2 separate regions of the Xenopus laevis genome follow, and region 1 is linked to region 2. The links are chromatin contacts, called in public Hi-C maps. All regions are on one chromosome and are shown on one strand. The core of a region is the stretch at or near the end of the contact, and the rest is flanking DNA. Distances in the headings are between cores, read along the strand shown. Region 1 has its middle 35 kb from the start of polm.S. Region 2 holds the start of mat2a.S (S-adenosylmethionine synthase).

Region 1 (2,700 bases), core at 40-2,539, 37 kb after region 2:
ACCTTACCCCTGCCCAGAGCCCAAAGGGAGCAAATATATGTGCTGTATTTTGTAGCTCTTTGGGTAATGGGTTTACAGCTGATGTTATATTGTGTTTCCATAAATGTGTGCAAAAACATATTATTTTACTTATTACCCTGACTCCTGGAAAATCAGCATCCATTTTCACTATGATCTTTTATATTACACTGTGTTAAATTTTAGTGCCACTACCTCTTTAATGTGAGCATATGTGGGATCTGTGCCCAGTCACCATGACTCAGCTCTTGTCTTTTCTCACCAGGCCGCACTATTCACCTGATCTATCCAGGGCCTCCATTATTTATGTACGATGGTCCCTGCACGGTTACTACGGACAGGCCTATGCACAGGAATAACAAGCATGGCTGTAACATCGGCTGCATGGCAGTAATTTAAGCATGGGATGCGGGGGCTTTTATTGAGATCCAGGTCATCTGGTCATTGCCTGCTACAGCCCAAGCAGGAAGGGGTTAAGGAATGACAGAGCATATATAACAAAGGCCTAGCAAAGTATATATACAGTATATATTCCCCTTGTGTTCCCCCATGTCCTCCAGCAAGGATTGTGCCTGCCCTGTCTCCAGATATCTCACAATGACTCAGCCTTATCCTGAGCAGAGGACAAAAGAACTCAGCCCATTATAACTGTCGTTACTGCAGAACTCACTCAGATAACGTTGAAACACCATTGAATTCTATCTTTCTGTTGCAACTGATTTATTAGGCATAGTGTGCCCTAATTCTACAGCTCTTGGGGAAATGCAAACATGAAATGAAGGACATTGTCCCCATTGTCTCACTGCCTTTCCATTATCTGTCTACATAGAGACCGGCTTTATTGCAGTGGTTTTTGGACTTTTTCCGTTTGTCTCCCGTGAGGTCAAACGTTTGTTCAGGTTCCATTATCTTATAACAAGGAAACATATACATGGAAACGTTGCATCAGCCTTTCATCTATAATTCCAGGAATACCTAGCTCACATAGGTTCACTCCTGACTGACCATCAGAGTGCTTTTTCAGGACTTTCTAGAAGGCTAATAAACATTCTGCCCAAATCTCATTTCAGGCAGGGTTGCCATCTGGCCGGTATTTTCCTGGCCTAGCCGTTAAAAATTATGGTTGATCCCAATGTTATTAATAGGGAAAAAAGATAAATATATAGGACGTCCGGTATTTTTTTCCAGAAAAGGTGGCAACCCTAATTCCAGGCCATTGGGCACATGGGCTGAAGGTTCTGCTTCTCCAAGCCTGCAAAAATACACAGGCCGAGAGCAGCGGATCCGCTCCATGCCACTGCTCCACTTATCTGAGCCACTGCTGCCTGTGGAAGTCGCTCAGTGGAGTAGAGGTTGGTCTGAAGAAGCCTACTATCACGTATTTGGGTTGACCTCCTCCAGTTCGGCTCTACTGCATGTGAGCGCACGCAGGAGGATGTAATATGAATCAAAGAAGCAGGGGCATGGGGTTGATCCATTTCTCTCAGCTGAGAGAAGCGGAGCCTTCAGCCATTGTGTCCATGGCCTTAACTAGTTTACTGACTGGCCCCCTGTGAGGAAAACATCACAATTTGGCAATTTGAGGGCTAACTGTCCTGAAGGAAAATAGCAGCATCAGACTGGAGCATCCTGGCTTTCTGGGGTGCAACCTAAAGGAGAACTAAACCATAAAAATGAATATGGATAAAAATGCCATATTTGATATCCCCCAGCCAAAAGTTTCAGCTTCTCAATAGCAGCAATGATCCAGGAACTAAAACTTGTCACAGGGGTCACCATCTTGGAAAGTGTCTGTGACACTCACATGCTCAGTGGGCTCTGAGCAGCTGTTGAGAAGCTAAGCTTAGGGGACGTCACTAATTATCCAGCAGAAAATGAATATGGCCTGTGATATACTGTAAGTTGATGCTACAGGGCTGATTGTTAAATTCTGATGCTAATTGCACTGGTTTCTGTACTGCCATGTAGTAATTATCTGTATTAATTGCTAATCAGCTTTATATTGTGACATTTCTATTCTATGTGTACTGTATATTGTGAGTGGGTCCCTAACTATTCCCTGGACTATTCCAGCTGATTAAAATGATAAGTCTACATTTTCTGTCAAAAATTATAGCAGATGAAATGTCTGTTGGTGGACCCCCAATTCTGGTAGGCCCTGGGCAATTGCCCTTTATTTTCTATTATGGAGGTTGAATTATTGAACTTTTTGTTCGGCAGCTTTTCAGTTTGGAATTTAAACTGTATATGTGGCGCCTCTTTCCCTAGCAACCAGGCACATTAAATAATGAATAGGAGAAGGTATGAACAGATAGATAAGTAATAACAGATAATAACCGGCTCCAGATAAAATGAACCATAGTGTGTGTGAATGTGATATAGACTTTAGACTGCAAGCTCCACTGGGGCAGGGACTGTAAAGCTCTGGTGAATAGGCCAACACAAAGGATAAGAATATAAATCATAAAATCAATATATACTGGGACTATATTCTCTAGTTCTGCTGTAATTTGAACACTCTGCCCCATGATAAAAGGATTGGGGATTGAAGATCTTTTCCTACGAATGAATATGTTTCAACATAGTCTAAAGGTGGGCCCTCGATCCAATCGCCCATATGATCAGATTGTTGGGCCCTAGGACCCACAAGGATCGGTCCGATATCGGCAACCTCAAGGCATA
Region 2 (2,700 bases), core at 116-2,615:
AGCTGTGTGTAATGGAGCCACTTGCAGTAATATTTCTCAGCTGCCAATAATAGTTTGGAACCAATGACTAGGCTTAATGAATGATCACTGGGAAAGTACAGTTTATACACTAAAATAAATGCAATTGAAAAAACATTGGACTGGGCATTTTGAGGTGAGTGACCCCTTTAAGGTTAAATATAGGCAGAGTAGCAGAGGCAGATCTTAGCCAAGCAGCTGCCCATGAAATACTATAGGCCTTCCAAAGCTCTAGGCAGGGTGTCCCATTGGGCCAGCCCCTCACACACCCTCCAACGTAGGGGCGTGGCATTTCAAAGCACGGTTATAAATCCTCGTGGATGGATTTCTCCAGCGTTGAGTGATTTATAGATGTGGAGTGCTGACTCAGCCCTGGAACGGACAATCCAGCAATAGGACTGCAGTTCAGAAGGTCAGCCAGATACTGTATGGTATGAACCTTATTGCACTCCTGTTCAATTGCCAAAGGGGGGGGGGGGTCTGTTTATCCAGAGGCACAAATGCTGAACACAGGGACCCTGCTGCAGAAGAAATCCCTAGCCACCAGGCCCCTGTCACAAAAGACAGTTTCAATGAAGTAAATTAGATTATAAATCAAGACTGAACTGCAAAATGGCTCCAGAATATAATAGTACAGCTCCATTTTAATTTATTCATGTTCATTAGTTCCCCTTTACAGTCTGTTAAAACCCCACCCCCTCTTCAAAGTTTGGGATTTTTATTGAATAATAATAACACAGAAGTCAATTTCCTAGAAAATATAAGAACTGCGCCAGGGATTAAAGTGTTAAGCGGTGTAAAACGGGTCACATGACCAGGCAAGCTAAAAAGGTATAAAAAGTCACCTCAGAAGCCTTATAACTCTATATAGTCATGGAAGTGCTCAGAAGCAACGAATAGAGTTCTATTTAATGGAGAGTACATAGAGCGGAAGAAGCAGGAGCCAGAGCGACACCGCACCACGTGTTCATGGCTGCAATGCGGAGACTTACGCCAGGAAAACGTACGTACGCAAGGTGGCGGTATTCTCAGTCTACGATACGTTGCTCTTCGTGACTCGCATTTCGCAGGAACCCGGGCAGAAACGAAATGCCGCCATTATAGTTATCACACGCAGTTACCACGGACACTTCTTCACCGATTAAATACGACTCATTAACTTACCAGGGTGCCCCTCCCCGACTGACTCTGAGGTAAAGAGAAAGCTGCCTTCGTCGATAAGATCATCCTGGAAACCATTAAGCAACTGGCCGTTCATTCTGAATGGATAGGTGGACAGTAGTGCAGCTCTACAATTCCACTCTTCTTGGTCCTCGTTGGCTAGAATGAGAGAATAAGGCTCTCTGCTCTTAATTTATACAATCGTTGACGTCAGCCTCCCAGCGCGACGCTATCCCGCCATTCCCCTGCCTCCTCCAATCCCACCGCTCTGACGTCACCCCTGAGGAGAGTGGGCAGGGTCTGATGAGCCGTACCATTCTGCGGGCGGCCGGACGATTGACGGTAAAGGGGATTTGAAAATAATGTCGATTGATGATCCTATTTGACAGAAAATGTTTTATTTTTCAACCCTGACACATACTAAACGCACAGAGATAGAAGTACATTTTACAATTCCTGAGAAATGTCGGTAGATGTGCCCTACAGTACGTTTTGGTACGGTCCTAGTTAAAACAATGTGTCGGAAGAAAGTGGGCGGTGCCGCAGCAGTCTCTCTTTGGGGTTGAGGCGAAAGTATCTTGCCTGCAAAGTGCTTGACATTCTGGTTCACCCTGCAGTGGTTTCTCTGCACTTTACTCACAATCTCCCTTATATTAAAAGAGTCAAATATCTGCATATGTTGCATTTTACAAAGATGGCAAAACGACATATTAAACATGAGTGCATTTGAAGTAGTTTAAGACTGTTCTCTCAGTTACAGGGGGGGGGGTGTGTGGTAAAATTCAGACAACAAAGAACCAAGTGTTGGCCAAAATTATCACAAAAATGTTGCAGTAACACTTTTTATGTAACTGGAACAATGGCTTTATGCATAGCAAAGAAAAGTGGAAGGAGGCATCACATTCAGACATATACTCTTAAATTTTTTTTTTTTAAATAAAGACATTCAAGTAATACAATAATTATGCATGAATCAGACAAATGTAGATTTCAATAGGACAAATAATCTTTAATAATATTTTCTACAAAATGGTTTCCATTTATTGCTAATAAGCCTGTTCGGGGATTGGGGAAATTGCTCCCCTCTAAAGCTCACCATAGACGCACAGGTCCTTTCGGATCGTGTGTGGAGAGTGCGGAAATTTTTCGTCCGGCGGAGATTGGTCGATCAGACAGGTTTGATTTTGACCGGATCGACCCCGTCTGAGCCCATTGCGCATCGTAATCGGATCGTTCTCGCCCGTACGTTCAGATCACCCCCGATATAGCCATGCTCGTTAATGGCATATCGGGGAAAGATACGCTCGTTTGGCGCCAAACGAGCGGATCTTTGCATCTATGGCCACCTTAACAATTAGCATCCAACCAATCTTAAATGCTGATACAGTTGACCCTTGCTTGAGCACATCTGCCCTGGTTGTACAGTGACTTCAAGATGAATCTGCGGCATAGAAAACGCATAGGGGTTAATTCACAATAATCCGAGGGCCCAAGGAGTCTAGGACTGGACCAGATTATGTC

The links. Hi-C and Micro-C count contacts between places; a contact is called where the count stands out from the background.
Region 1: a contact with region 2 is called in a Hi-C map of the XL177 cell line, with 2.5 times the contacts expected there. The contact joins the enhancer-like site here to the promoter of mat2a.S in region 2. A contact is called at or near these places in 3 of 4 Hi-C or Micro-C datasets (the XL177 cell line, the XTC cell line and animal cap).

What each region holds. Positions count from the first base shown.
Region 1 is chr3S:27,749,917-27,752,616 of Xenopus_laevis_v10.1, forward strand. No RefSeq gene overlaps it. Among protein-coding and RNA genes, the nearest start is that of polm.S, 35 kb to the right of the region's middle. Within about 2 kb of position 1,290, at least 1 of the 7 cell types and tissues checked has an H3K27ac peak or open chromatin away from gene starts, as enhancers often do.
Region 2 is chr3S:27,712,906-27,715,605 of Xenopus_laevis_v10.1, forward strand. It overlaps mat2a.S (S-adenosylmethionine synthase), which reads right to left and starts at 1,366. Exons shown (of 9, transcript XM_018255140.2): 1 at 1,183-1,366. The coding sequence starts at 1,276. LOC121402132 (a long non-coding RNA gene) reads left to right here and starts at 1,388. Exons shown (of 2, transcript XR_005966592.1): 1 at 1,388-1,521.